3 separate regions of the Mus musculus genome follow, and all the other regions are linked to region 3. The links are chromatin contacts, called in public promoter capture Hi-C maps. All regions are on one chromosome and are shown on one strand. Each heading gives the region's core, a stretch centred on a gene start, on an enhancer-like site or on the middle of the called end of the contact. The rest is flanking DNA. Distances are from core to core; before and after follow the strand shown. Region 1 overlaps Sox13 (SRY (sex determining region Y)-box 13). Region 2 has its middle 14 kb from the start of Gm51648. Region 3 holds the start of Prelp (proline arginine-rich end leucine-rich repeat).

Region 1 (4,746 bases), core at 1,708-4,207, 540 kb before region 3:
CTAAGGGAGTCTGGTATAGGCCCCTACTGTGATTCATTTGTAGATTATGGTTTTCTGCATTAAAACGTTTGTTTCTGGAATACGGTCTTGGAAGGACAGTGGCTTGGGATCTGATTAGTATGGATGCGTGTGGAGGAGCTGGGCCAGACCTGGCCTCCCTTCCGCCGTGCTTTTGGAGTTCACCCCTGCTTAAAGCACAGCAGCCTGTACACCTCTGGGCCACCCTCGTTGGGGCCTTCAAGGTCACGGATACTAATGGAGAACCTGGGGGAAAAGACGTGCCCAGGCATACAAATGGTGAGCTCGTGGCTAGCTGTCCTGATAGAACCAGAACATGCCGTCCCTGCCTCTCCCCATCTGCCCTGCCCTGCTTCTCACGGATTCTCTCATAAGGTTCCAGTTGGCCAGAGGATTTGGGGTGGTGACGGCACAGCAGCTAGATGAGGCCTATGGACAAAGGTACCCGAATACCCTTGGTAGTCGGGCTCAGTGCCCCCCCCCCCCCAATGCATAGGACCAGCCAGAGGTCCAAAAGAGGAACTGGGAGGAGTCCCGAGATAATGGGGTCTAATTTCCCCTGAGATCAGAGTTTGGAGTGAAGTTAGGGCTTTGAGCCAAGCAGCTCCCTCTAGTGGCCAATTAATAGGCAGAGGCCAAAGAAGATTCCAGAACCCTGGGCAAGTCTCTTGTTGGCCCCTGCCTCAATGCCGGATAGGGGACCAAGGTGTAAGGACAGCAAGAAAGAAAAAACAGCCAGAGCTCTGAAGGACAGAGCCAGGAGTCAAGACACTCCCTCATCAACTGGCCCTGGGTCTTGGCAGTGTGTGGTCTTTCTTTTCTTTCTTTTCAATATTATTATATGTAAGTATACTGTAGCTGTCTTCAGACTCCAGAAGAGGGCATGAGATCTCATTACAGATGGTTGTGAGCCACTATGTGGTTGCTGGGATTTGAACTCAGGACCTTCAGAAGAGCAGTCAGTGCTCTTTAACTGCTGAGCCATCTCCAGCCTGCAGTGTGTGGTCTTAATCCCTCTTTATCTACTTTCACCCACATGTAAAATGAAGAAATCCTCTGCAATGCCAAGTTTGCCCCATAGTTAAGTTTCCTCTACTTCCCAACATCTTTGCTGAAGGTAAGGTTTTGTGTGTGTGTGTGTGTGTGTGTGTGTGTGTCTATAGCCAAAATAGTGAACGTTGAGCCTATCAGCTCAGGTTCAATCTCACAATACCCAGAGCATCTCTTAGCCACCCAGAAACAGTCTTCTCCCTCTTGCCCCATGTGGTGGCTGGATGACCCTGGCCTCCTCTGATGACCCCTCATCCTCAAAGGCCGATTCTCAGCCCTTCCAGGTGATGCAGCTTTTCCTAAAGAAGGGGTTTGGACTTGGAACCCAAGCTCTGTGAGGAACATACACTATGCACGCGCGCGCGCGCGCACACACACACACACACACACACACACACACCCGCGCCTCATGGAGGACAGAGCCTTTGTTAACCTGGACCATTTCTTTTACAAGAGCTGCTGTTCCTCCATACCATGTTGATGGTATGAGTGTAACCAAGACCTGTCTTTACAGAACCCCATTAATTTTGAGGAATTCTGTCCTTTCCTCCAGTGACGATTCTGTCACAACTATGGCTTTGAGATCCCCATTCTAAGTGTTGGGTCATGGAGTTTTGAAGACCATCACTAGATAAGTATGGCAGGGAGCCCTCCTGAGTGTCTGTGTGTGAACCCTGTTGCGGAATGAGCCCACAGCTTTCAATGGATCCAAGTGACTCCCTCTCCCAGACGGTAAGATTCATGAGGAAGTTTTAAGACTTATTCCTTTCAGTGAAGGGGGGAGCTGAGCCACTGTCCCTCCAGGCTGCTGCAGTGCCTCCCTCAGCAGTGTGTCTGTCACAGGCCTGTCCTAGGTCTCCGTCCGGTCAAAGCCATTACTTTCAGACACTTTGCCTGATGCTCCCACATGCTGCCACCAGGGGGCAGCAGCGACTGGCTGGCGCTAGACTCGAGAATTCGGCCAGGCCAGCCTCCCAGCAGAGAAAGGGCACGTCCTGAAATGGTCGGTCTTTATTACACCCATCAGAAAACAAATATGCTGGTTAAGTTATTCATCATTATCTTCTTAGTAACAAAATAAAGCACTATCTATGTTTACAGTCATAAAAAGAAACAGTCTGGAGAGAAATAGGGTCAACAGCGGTGGGGAGGGAAGCACCTGGCCTTGTGGGGTTTGGGGTCTTTCCCTGCCCCAGGGCAGCTCCAGATCTTTGACTAGGTGCTAATGATTTCCTTGGGATACAACCAGGAAGCTAATTTAGGAGGAAAGGGGGGGGGGAGGGAAGAAGCCACCCTAAGCTCATGAAGAAGGGATGGAGACCAGCTGCCATGGGGTCCCCTCTGCAGGGCTGTCACTGAGAAAAAGATCCTCATGACTGCGGCACACACGTTGGGAATCAGGGCAGAGCCCCCTTGGAGGCCTGGGCTGGCTCTCACGGCCCTGGGAGCTAAAAATGGCTCCGTGGGAACTGACTGGCAGAGTCTGAAGGGAGGGAAGGGGTCATGGGGGTCAGGAACTGCCAGTCCCAGGGGCAGGCTGGGCCCTACAAACACCCAGAGGATACAGCGGGTGTGGTGGGACAGGGACAGACGGAGGAGGAAGAGGGAGAAGTGTACATGGGGAGAAAATACGCAGAACCTGAGACACCAGACTGACAAAGAGGTAGCAATGTGGGGACAAAGGAACACAGAAGCAGCCCCCAGAGAAGCATCAAGACACACATCACAGAGCTCACGGGCGTGCCTGGCTCACAGTGACACTCAGCAAATGCCTTCTGCCAAGAGTGGCGTGATGAACATGTGTGGGCCGCGCACAGACACACAGTAGCCAGAGGCACATGGACTTGGAAGACAAAAGACAGCACAGCCAGACTGCAGAGTTCAAAGTAACCCAGGTGGCAGAGGGGTGACCTGGGAGCTTGTAGGGCAGGTGTGTTGTCCCACAATGGCTGGTCTGGACCAAGAAGAAATGGAAACAAAGCATGTGACCTCAGGGGGGCAGGTGTGTCCCTGTCATCCCCTTGAGTGGGTGGGCAGACAGGAGGAAGTACATCCAGTGGTCCCTGGCCATTGTCCCCAAGGGCTAAAACCCTCAGCAAGCTTTGTCCACCACGGCCACATGACTCCCACCCAGCCAGGCCATTGGCTCCTCCGATGGGCCCAGAGGTGTGATGAAGAGGAGGACCCCCATCTTGGGAATGTATCTACAAGTGCAGTTTCACCCATCACCTGGCCACACCCAAGTCCAAGTACCAAGATAGTTCAGGAAGGCTGGCTGTGCCTGTCCGGATGGGAACAAGGTCTTTCCCCCAGCGGTGACGGGCCGGGCCCAGCGAGCTGGGGATCAGTCTGTGAGTACCACCAGCTCCTCATCACTCTTCTCGTCACCCTCTGAGTCCTCGTCCTCGCTGTACCGGTACATCTCTCCATCGGCCACCGAGTGCCTGTCATCTGTGCCCTCCCCTTCCTCCCGGAGACTGCAGGTATTGATGATGACAGGCATGTTGGGGTCCAGGCCCTGGGGGTCATAGTGCTCCACCAGTGGACGTGCCAGGGGCAAGCCCGCTGCCCGAGGGAACAGGATATCTGAGCTCACCTGTGCCTGGCCAGCCTGCGGGCTGAGAGGCAGAGAAAATTCGCAATTACAGATGTACCCATGTGCCCTCCCAGCCCTTCCAGCCCTCCCTGCAGGCTGGGTAACCGGCATACTCTGGCCCTTGCGTGTGCTTCCTGATGGCCAAATTCACTGCCAGCTATAGCTCGAAAGCTCAGAGTCGAGGGTATGTTGGACGGTGGCACGTGAATATTATTTTGTTTTAGTGTCATTGACCACAGAACTCTACCCTAGTGCCTGTCATGGTCAAATAAGGGGCCTTCCTACGGGATGAATACCTGTGGTGTTCTCAATTTGCCCTGCGTTTGTCAGGCTGCAGGTGCCCCAGTTTAGGTCTTATACCCAACTCCCAGTCACCAGTCTCGCACACAGTCATTATCCATCAGGGGTCACACACAGGCAGATGGCACACAACTCTGCTCCCAGATCCTTGCTGGCTGCTCTGCCTGCCTCACACAAAGACCAGACACACACACAACCCCAGTCTCTCACAGCAGCCACAAGCCGCCTCTGGCCACCAGGGAGGGCCTGCTCACGGGATGGTGTAGCTTTGGCGAGCACCCTGGCGCCGTGTCCTCATCAAGGCCTTGTACTCGCCCACTCGCAGCCGCCGGCCCTCCACGACACAGGTACGCTTAGGCCTTGGCTTGTACTTATAGTCAGGGTATTTCTCCAGGTGCTGCCGGCTCAGACGGGCCTGCTCCTCGTAGTACGGCTGTTTCTCCTGGTTGGTCATGGACTTCCAGCGAGAACCTGATCCAATACCAGGCAAAAACTAAGGGCCAGACTCTCGTGGTACCCCACCAGGTTCCAAGCCCTAGCTAGAAGTCCTGATTGGACCCTGGTCTTCAATTGGGATCAAAAATGATAAGGCATAAGCACTCATCAAGGGCCTGGCCAAGTGTGGATGCTCCCTGGATGCTGGGCCAGGAAGAGATGAGGCTGGCAATGACGGGGAGTCTGTACCATTCTCATGTCAAACAACTCGGCACCCCTGAGAGGTCTCCGCCCCAAAGGCATTCACGAAAGAGCAGCCACTCCAAGCCATCAAGTATCCGATGTGA
Region 2 (4,903 bases), core at 55-2,554, 690 kb before region 3:
TTTAAAGCTTTCTCTTTCCCTTCTGCCAACCAAGGATGCCAAGTCGGGCTGGCAGTCCCTCTCCAGCTTTGCCAGGCCATTCCATTTCTGGCTTCTACATTTGTCACCATGACTGCTACCATCTTTTGCCATTCTCATGTTTCCTGATTGGGTTGTCTGTGCCAAAATAAGGGAAGGGGGTGGCCCTCTGAGGGTGCTATGCAGAACATTGGAAAAGGAGAGGAGAGAAAGGTGTATTTTAAAACTTCTGTATGTCAGACCCACATCTTCTACCAGAATGATTTAAAAAACAAATCTCAAAATCTTTGCTCCTAAGCTGGGAGTTTGGCCTGCATTGTTATGGCTGTGACCACTTTGGTACCAGGACCTGAACTGCTGGTGGGGATTGGGGTTGAGAAAGCGGTAGACAGCTCCTGGCAGGACTGTCTGTGTGCTTGCTCAGTTGGCTGGGCTTGCTTTCAGGAGCTACTGCAGCTAGGGGGCTGTCTGCTACTAGGGAGCAAGCCAGGAGCACCGGAAGGCAAGGTGGGCAGTAGGCGGCAGGCTGGGGAGCAGGGCCCTGCTAGGTTATGTAGGACCCAGCCAACCTGCAGCTCCAGACTCCACATATCACCTTTTCAGAGTTCTTCTCTTGGGTTTTCAGCCAGTGTTTCTTCAGTTAACACCGGAGGGAGGGGAGAGCAAGAGCTCTGATGCGAGAGCCTTGCCTGAAGGCTGGGGAAAATTCTTCATCCCAAGCTCCTTCTCTTTCTCATGGGAGCTGAAGCCGAGGCAGCTGTCACAGCTGCCACCATGGGCACATTTCTTGCAACAGGAGTGCTGCTTCTCCTCTTCTCAGTCAGCGAGTGCTCTGCGTCTCTCAGCTGGGCTCTAACTCTCAGCATAAAAGGTAAAATTAGGGAGCTTGGAAGTGTTAGCTAGGAAGGACTGGGGCTACCCAAACCTTCCAGGGAACATCAGAGAGGACTATGTCACCGTAAAGGGGTGTCCATTCTCCCTTACCCCCTCTCCCTTTCAGGTGTCCCCACTTTTCTCCTAACAAATACGATCCTGGATCCCTCGACCTTGGGGCCTCCCATGGAGCTATCTCATTTTTGGAATGAAATATGGATATCGATGTACTCGGAGTAAGGGATCAGAGAGAGGCCTTACAGAGGTGGGTCTGTAGTGGAGTGTCCAGTGAACTCATGTCTCTGGGAGAGCTTTGGTGTGGCAGGCACTTGGCTCCCTTCTGGTGTAGCTAAACTAACCAGTGGCTTCCGGCACGATCTCCATGTACAGTTACTTTGAATCAGCAGGGAGAGTCAGAGCTGTGAGAGACAAATGCCAGGAGCACTTTATTCTCAGTGCAGGGCAGGAGGGAGGCCAATGCCTTAGGTGGGTGGGGCTGGCATTATGCCTGGATATGGATATTTGGACGGGAAAGTGATTAGAGGCGGAGGGTGAGGCTGGCTGAATGCTGTTCTGGGTTTGCGTGTTATCAAGCCGCAAGAGGCAGAACTCGGCAGACTACCTAAGAGAGGTTGATGGGCAGGCGGCTTTGGTTTGCTGCCAGGGCCCATTTGAGCTGTAACTGGCCTTGTGGGCAGCACATGCTGTGAGACAGGATTTAGCCGGGATCTGGCTGGGATGGTGGGTGGGCCAGGATGAATGGGGCTCAGCGAGAACATGGAGGTTGGATTTGAAAAGTAGATTTAGGGGTGATGAGATATGCATTAGAAGAGCTAGAGACAGACCTGGAGTGGTTGGAAATGAATATCAGGGGGTGCTGGGGGATGTTCTAAAGTTGCAACCGCCCAGGAGTTCTCGGCTCCCTGTGGAGATGTAATCTGGAAGAGAAAACCAGGGTTGCCTGCTGCCTTTGAGGAAATCAGTGTTTGAGTGTGTGATAGGCAGTGTGAATTTGGCAAAAACAGGAACTCAGTGCCTTGGGGTGGGGATAGGATGGGCCAAGCACACTGCCCCTCAGTAACAGTGTAATTAGCAGTTTGTGTGGTGTGGTTATTTTTTAAATTGTGGGAATTTAAAGAAAATATTTCTCATTTATGTCACCAGCTTCTTCTAAATAGAATTTCCAGTATTGACTGCTTGGTAGAAGCCTCCGTGTAGGGTTCTGGCCCACAGGCAGCAGCAACAATCATTGGTTGTATCAGTATTCCAGCTCAGAGCCACAGCAATGTGTGTCTACTCTGCTGTCCTAGCCCGTGCGGGACATCAGCAATGTGTGTTCATCTGCTGTCCTTGCCAGTGCGGGACATGCATTCTCAGCTCTCCCTCTCTTGGCACTGCATCAGGTACAGGATGGGTAAAGGTGGAAGGGAGCCGACTCTGACCCTCATGGGGCTCCCTGTAATAATGCAGGGAGCACCTATTCCCCCGGTGCAGATGAAGAAGGAGCTGAGAGAGGCTGCCCTCTGTGAGTCGGTGGGAAGAAGCAGCAAACTCATGATCCAGTTCCTAACCCAGTTCCTAATCACGTGCTGGTCCTGGTGCACGTCCCTCTGGTCAGTCAGCTCCGTTCTTTATGTGCCTCCCTCTGCTGGTTCACCCCAACCCCCACCCCCACCCCAGCCAAATGTAGAAAACACTCCTTTGGGTGGAGAAGCCCTACTCTGTGGCCTCCAACTGTGTCTTGCTGATGGGGTGCTCACAGCCACGCCCACAGCCTACTGAATATCTCAGGTATTATTTATCACCTCAGCCAAATTGTCTTTCTGTCTTCAACTTGAATTATTTAAAATGTAAAGAGGACAATAAAATTAGAGTCTCATAGAAGCATGGGGATCCAGGGTGGAGAGGGAGCCTCGGTGAACATTAAATCATAAAGTTACCAAACCCTTCCTGGTGCTCTGTAGTTGGCAGTGGTATCTTCCCAGAGGCTAAGCTAACATGCTTGTGGTTTCCACCCCCACCCATGGCCAGCACCAAGGGAGGCCAAAATCTCCAAAGTTTAGGATCTTTTTTCTTAACTCTTATGCTCAAATTAAAAACAGTCATAGAGAGGTCATCTGCCCTTTGAGTCCCAAGGTTTCAAGTTTTGGCTTATGGCAGATAAGATGAATTAAGAAAAGCAAAGAGAATGTATTTTTCTTTTTCTCTTTCTTTCTTCCTTCCTTCTTCCTTTCCTTTCCTTCCTCCCTTTCTTCCTTTTCCTCTCCTTCTTCTCCTCCTTCTCCTCTTTTTCCTCTTCCTCCTCTTCTTTTTGAAAGCAAACTGTATTTCGTGTGAAGGACTTCTCTTGTGATGCGAGATGTGTTACAATATCCTGAGGTTACAGCTTCCTGTCTTTTCATGGTGGACAGTGAGGAGAGATGGTATTGGGCTTTATGATTTCCTTATTTGGCAAAAACCAAAAGCTTGGCAGCCTTACATTGGTTCCTCAGATTTCAATATTTGAAGTTTTACTGGCCCATGTAGTCCACAGATTTTGCTTCCAGCATTTTCTCTAAGCGGATCCTCTGCTAAGGCCTCCTTCGGGCAGCCTCCTGCAGGCTCAGTTTCTGATCCCATCCTGGCCCCTTTCTCTGCAGCCCTCACGCCCAGGGAGTTCAAACTGAGTTTTGGCTTCCCTGCAGTTCCCAAGATAAAGGAGGTTTCCTCTCCAAAACAAGGCCACTGGCCAGGGGTCAGCTCTTACTTCCTCTTCCGTGTCCTGGATGACTCCAATGGAGACTCCTTTCCAGCTGCTGGGCTGGGGCTTGTAGCTCCTGTCCAGAGTCGTCTTTTAGAAATGATGATATCATCTGCCCTCGGAAACCACAGAGGGGATTTGTGGAGTATATTTTGGGAGCGGTACACAAGGTCTGTTTTGCACTTGGGAGTCTTGGTACCTAGTATCAGTCATTTATAAACATCTCTTTATGTGGCTAGGGAAGGGACATTTACAATGTTCAATTTCTAGTGCCTGAAGTCTTGGCTTCTCCTGAGCGCTCAACTATAGATGGTTACTCTTCCAAATCGGAGGCTCCCAGAGGCCTTAGAGCATCAGAATCATTCCCCTTCTGAGGATTTAGACCTGAGAGTCTGAAAAATATGTGGGATTCCCCAGGCAGGTCCCCAGTTACCAGACCCTCAGGCTTGTGGTTTCTCTGAACATGTGTGTAGACTTGTAGGTGCAGAAGCATTGGGGGGAGATTAAGTTGGAACCACCCTGGAAATTGAACTGGATTCTCTTTTTCTGAGGTACATTTTTTGGTCCTTTCTCAGAAGCACAAATTAGGCTCTTCTAGTTCAAGAAATTTCTATATTAGGCAGGTTGTTATGTTGAAGGAGTATGTAGCAGACCATAAGCTCTCCTTGGGCACAGAGAAGTGTGGTGATCTTGTCTGAGGTTGCATAGGGCTCTGGTCCCAGAGGTCAAGCCCAGGTGCCAGAGAGTCCCCTCTCTGCAAGGTTTCTGGAATGGTGATATGGTAAAGCCTGAACCCGGAGCTTCTGGCAGATACTATGGGCTGTTCAGACTAGCTGGAGGGGGAGGAGGGGCACAAAACAAAAGCGATGCAAGAACGGCACATTAAAGATCTCAGCCACTTGAGGGTACACAGTAGAACGGGGCCATCTCATGGTTTACTGGAGTTTGGGGAAGACCAGTGATGGCGACAGATACTTCTCTTAAGTCATCTCTGGTCGCTTCTCCTACTGGTGGCAGCTTTCTTCAAAAAGCCTTTGATATGAGCTAGGTGTGGTAGTACCTACCTTTAATTCCAGCACTTGGAAGTCAGGGAGGTGGGTTCTGGGAGATAGACATTTTCCTGTTCCACACAGTGAGTTTCAGCCCAGCCAGAGTTAGTGAGACCCTGACTCAAACCAACAAACGAAATAAAACAACACAAAATATAAACCCCTTATTGCTATGGGTTCCCAGCTCCTCGCTGGAGTTGAGCCCAGGGCCTTGCTCCTGCTC
Region 3 (4,456 bases), core at 140-2,639:
GAAGTATGGTTGCCTAGTATGGATGATGTTAGTAATCACAAGAGAGTGCCTTGTTCCCTCCTGCAGTGGCTCTCAGCCCTCACTGTCAAGACTGCAGGGGCTCCTTTTTGAGGACACCACATAGCCCTTTATGTGAATCCCAAGGGAGTTAGGGGAGTCTCAGGATGTATTAACACAGCTCTGGACCTCTTGGGTTCTGTTTGATGGGTCTGTAATGAGTGTCTGTCCCTGTTTTACTAAAGCTTCCATATTCCCTGCCTACTGCTCAGGGCCCTCTGAGGATCAAGTAGTGCCCCCCTTCTTACTGCCATGGGGCCCCTCTATTGCAGGAGAGGGGGGAGCTGTGCAAATAAGACTCCCAGGTTCCCCTCCCTGCTTCCTCTACTTCAAGCCCCCTTACCAGCTGACTGGTCAGGATAATCTCAGAATAACTTCAGAGAGAAGAGTGTTTCTGACTATGTAGTGTGTGTGTGTGTGTGTGTGTGTGTGTGTGTGTGTGTGTGGAACTGTTAACTCAGGAGTTAGGGCCTCCAAGGCTTGCAGGCAAGCTTGACTTCTTTTTGTAAGAGCCAAGTGGTTTGGGGAGGGAGACAGGAATTCGGGCTGCTGAGAGGATACTGTGTAGGCTGGAGGGCCACTTTTCTCTCCCTTCTGCCTGATTAAGTTCAAAAGAAAGAAATTTTCAAAAAAAATCACTTGATTGTTCATATCCTCCCTGACCAGCCAAGGCGTGATTGTCTTTTGGCTCTGTCATCTCAGAAGGAAAACGCTGTCTCTGGTCAGGCAGTTGAGGAGGCACGTGAGAGAGTAAGAGACAAAACCCAGTGTGTGTGTGTGTGTGTGTGTGTGTGTGTGTGTGTGTGTGTGTCTGTCTGTCTATCTTTCTGTCTGTCTTCTGCAGTGCATGGTAATACATGAAAGGTGTAGAGAATTCGGTTCTAGTGTCCAGTTCCCATGGCAACACCTGCTCTGTTCAAATTCTGTGTGCGACACAGCTCTGTGTGCTCCACAAACATCTGCACTTAGAAAGTTTAACTTCAGCAGCAAGCAAACGCTAGGATGCAGGATGTTGGAGAGACAAGAGAGTGTCATCAGGAAATGAGGAAGGCTACATCTGAACTCTTTAGAGAGGAAAAATGAGAAGGAAGAAGGCCAGGAGGGAGGAAAGAAAGATTGGACAGAGCTAGAGAGAACCCCTGGAGGAAGGAGCCTTCTAGTCTTCTCCCCCACTGCCTGAACTTACCTGCACACACCTGCCTCTCCTCTGGACTCTGGGGCACTCTTCTGTTCCTCCCCACCCTTTGCTGGAGCTGTGGCAGCAGAGAGCCAGCTAGAAGTTCTGGTCTCCCAGTTGGTGCGTGTCTGCGTGTGTCTGCCTGACTTTTCTTCTACCAGATCCTATTGGGGTGGGGAGGTTAGTTTGGGGAGGGAGGGGCAGATCAGAGGGGGGAGGGCAGGGAGGAGGAGGGAGCAGAGGAGAGAGGGAGGGAGCTTGGGAAAGGAGAGATGACAACAATAAAGTCTTTATTTGGCAGCCAAAACTCCACAGACCTCATCCACACCCGATGCCCGCTAACGGCTCACTTTTAATAATGTTTCCTGCTGCTGCTGCTGCTCTGGAGAGGGACCGTTTGACCCGTGTTTGGAAACTAAGCCAAATCAAGAGAGGAAAGCACTTGGCAAGGCCTCTGCTTCTGTGCAGGCAGGGTGGGGTCGCTGGGTCCAGCCCTGGCCACTTGAGTTTCTAACAAGCGCCTTACTTCCCTGATGTCAATTCTTCAACTCACTGAGGAGCCACGAGACACTTTTCAGAGCATACACAGTGACAATATTTCCCTATCACAGCCCAGAAGCTTGCTAAGGGAGTGGAGACTCACTGTGCAGTGGGCTGATATAAGAGGTAACTACTGGTTTGGTGGCCACTCTGGCCTGAGGATCACACAGCCAAATTAAAGCAGGTTTCCAATTGTAAATCCGCAAGCCATTGTTCCTAGTTCCTGAGGACAGTGTTGGGGCTTTTCCTCCAGCTTTGTGTCACACACTCAGGTGAGGTTTGGGGGCTGTGTGGTCATCCCACAGAAACAGGATGATGCCAGGCTCCCCAATGCATATCCACTTCCTGGAAACCAATTCAAAAGTCTCTGTTATCTGAACAATGACCCCCACCCCCGTCCCCATCTGAAAAGTCAGGCACACTTGGCTTTAAGGTGCATTCAGTACAACTTCTGGCTCAGAACCTAAGGGAAACACTTACTCAGTCACCATTAGGTCATCAGAGACCTACAAAGCCCACAAGGGACTCTTGTCACTGTCCCCTAACTCTCAAAGTCCCCGGCTCTTCCACTCACAGGAAATAAAGTGTGTTCTTAGGCAAGTCACTTGATTTTGAGATGCCCCTATTTCTGTGTCTGTGTCTCAGGTAAGACCGTGGAGCTTCAGAAGGGATTGTAGGGAATCCTAGCCAGCGTAGAGATATAAATGTCACTCACTGCCTGTTTACCTGCCTTCTTGCTATCACAACCCCCAAAAGCCTGTGCTGGAGGGAGTTGTAGGGCCTTGCTTGTGTTAGGTCAGTGCTCTACTGTGGGGCCATGGACTGTGAGCCTGTTCCTTGGTCGAGCTAAAAGTTTGAAGCCCCAGAGACCCTGAAGGGATCTAAGGAGTTTTGCCTGTTCCCAGGCACCAGGCCCCTGTCACCAGCCTCAGCCTCCCTCCTCACCCCCATAGATTTGTGGCCATCAGTCACTTGGGGGCAATGCCCCAAGCCCTTCCACATGTAGATGAGGCATCCTTAACATCTCAGACCAATTTAATAGGAAAAGAGATGTGATCTGTGGCCACTTAGGCTCAAGGCAGAGATCTCCATGCTAATGAAATACCTAGAGGCCCAGAGGGCATGGCCAGTAAGATTCCCTTCCCAGATGCTCCTCCCTGCAAAAGGTATTTAATCTCAGGCCTGCCCTGAGAAGTGGGGTATGGTTTTACACATTTACTTTCCACCATGACAATAAATGGTTTGGTCTCTTCAGACATGGGGAGCCATGGAGAAGGCCTTTGCCTACAGAGCCACTGTCTAATCTCCCATAGAAGGCCTCTCGGTGCTCCCTGCCACAACCACCACCAATCCTGCCACCCATGAAGCCAAGTGGGACTAGCTGGAGCTCCTCTTCTGCCCCCCTGTTCCCTGGACCTGGCCTAGATCCAGCCCTCAGGCCCCCACTCTGTTCTCAGCTCTTCTGGGACTTCCAGGAGCACCTAGATGTCCAAGAGCCTGAGAACCCCATGGACCCTGACTTGTCATAGGCTCGGGCACCCCCAAGCCAGCTCCAGCTTTCACAGGTCTCAGACTCCCAGTGCCTCCCCGCATCCCACACCCGCCTGGCCCACAGCCCTACACTCTACCACTGAGCCGTGCCCATAGCCTTCAGATACACACAGGAGGCCATCACATCATCACCTAACACCCAGATCAACAGTTACCACCTCATGCTAGTGTGGTGGCTACTGCCAGTAATCTCAGCACTTAGGGCCTGAGGCAGGAGAATTGCTATTAGTTTGAGGCCAGCATGGAAAACTGAGTTAGACATTCTCAAACCAAAAAAAAAAGTAACTACTAAGTAAATAAATAATAACCGTGCCCTCATGCCAATTTTGTTTCTACTGTGCCCATTCCCACAAACCCTGCAGTTATGTTTTGGAGTGTTCTTACTTTTATTTTATCTTATTTTATCTTTTAGCTAGGGCAGGAACCTCCCCACTCCACACAGTGGCCAGCCCCTTTTACTGCCTTAGCTTAGAGTCAGGGCCTCACCTTCTTTTTACATGGTGCCTGCATCTTCCCGTCATTGGAGACACCTGAGATAGCCAACCTATCTTTCTACTGTCTTTGACAGAGGATAGAACAGTCTCCAGATTGGGGACAGAGGCCTGAACTGCTGAGACCTGGCTGTCACTTTCCCTCTGTAACTTCGCAAACTCGAGGTTATACTAACTGACCTTTGAAGTCACTTCCAACATTGTAAAATGATGTGGTATTGAGACTCATGGGTTAAAATGTCAGCTCTGCTCCTTTCTTGATAGCTGGCAAACAGATTTGACCCTCGGTTTCCTCAGGGGTATGTATTAAAATAACCCCATCTTCCTCCTTGCTTATCCCCAGGATCCAGAGAGGCTTTTGGGAAGCAGGGGCTTGGGAGCATAACTCATCCACACAGCCGAGGCTTCTCCAGAGTGAGCATCCTCAGCTCTCGCTGTGTTGGAAACACACAGCAGGTGACAAATTTATCTCTTCCTCCTGTAGCACTTAAAGCACTGCTGGGGTTGCTGGGGGATTGTGGGAAATGTAGTACCCAGGCTTCAGCCACCAGGGGAAACCTGGCGCATGGCTGGTAGAAGGAGGAGTGGAAGGGCAGACCTAGGAGAGAGATGGCCCCCTACTGCGGTGGGTTTCAGCTGC

The links. Promoter capture Hi-C pulls out the DNA fragments that hold promoters and counts their contacts.
Region 1: a promoter capture Hi-C map of liver shows a contact between it and region 3, with 3 times the contacts expected there. The contact joins the enhancer-like site here to the promoter of Prelp in region 3. A contact is called at or near these places in 2 of 39 promoter capture datasets (embryonic stem cells and liver), 3 of 484 Hi-C or Micro-C datasets (the G1E-ER4 cell line and Th1 cells) and 1 of 9 other capture datasets (pancreatic islet).
Region 2: a contact with region 3 is called in a promoter capture Hi-C map of liver, with 3 times the contacts expected there. The contact joins the enhancer-like site here to the promoter of Prelp in region 3. A contact is called at or near these places in 5 of 39 promoter capture datasets (the HPC-7 cell line, hematopoietic stem and progenitor cells, liver and 2 more) and 1 of 115 datasets of contacts at active chromatin or transcription factors (pancreatic cancer cells).

What each region holds. Positions count from the first base shown.
Region 1 is chr1:133,380,239-133,384,984 of GRCm38.p6, forward strand. It overlaps Sox13 (SRY (sex determining region Y)-box 13), which reads right to left. Exons shown (of 14, transcript NM_011439.2): 13 at 4,219-4,435; 14 at 2,062-3,686. The coding sequence ends at 3,413. It overlaps Etnk2 (ethanolamine kinase 2), which reads left to right. Exons shown (of 8, transcript NM_175443.5): 8 at 1-80. Among named protein-coding and RNA genes, the nearest start is that of Etnk2, 19 kb to the left of the region's middle. Within about 2 kb of position 2,958, at least 12 of the 459 cell types and tissues checked have an H3K27ac peak or open chromatin away from gene starts, as enhancers often do. A contact at or near this core is called in liver, where this site is marked.
Region 2 is chr1:133,225,682-133,230,584 of GRCm38.p6, forward strand. It overlaps a transcript of Plekha6 not described here. Among named protein-coding and RNA genes, the nearest start is that of Gm51648, 14 kb to the left of the region's middle. Within about 2 kb of position 1,305, at least 90 of the 459 cell types and tissues checked have an H3K27ac peak or open chromatin away from gene starts, as enhancers often do. A contact at or near this core is called in liver, pancreatic cancer cells and trophoblast stem cells, where this site is marked.
Region 3 is chr1:133,920,012-133,924,467 of GRCm38.p6, forward strand. Prelp (proline arginine-rich end leucine-rich repeat) reads right to left here and starts at 1,390. Exons shown (of 3, transcript NM_054077.4): 1 at 1,244-1,390.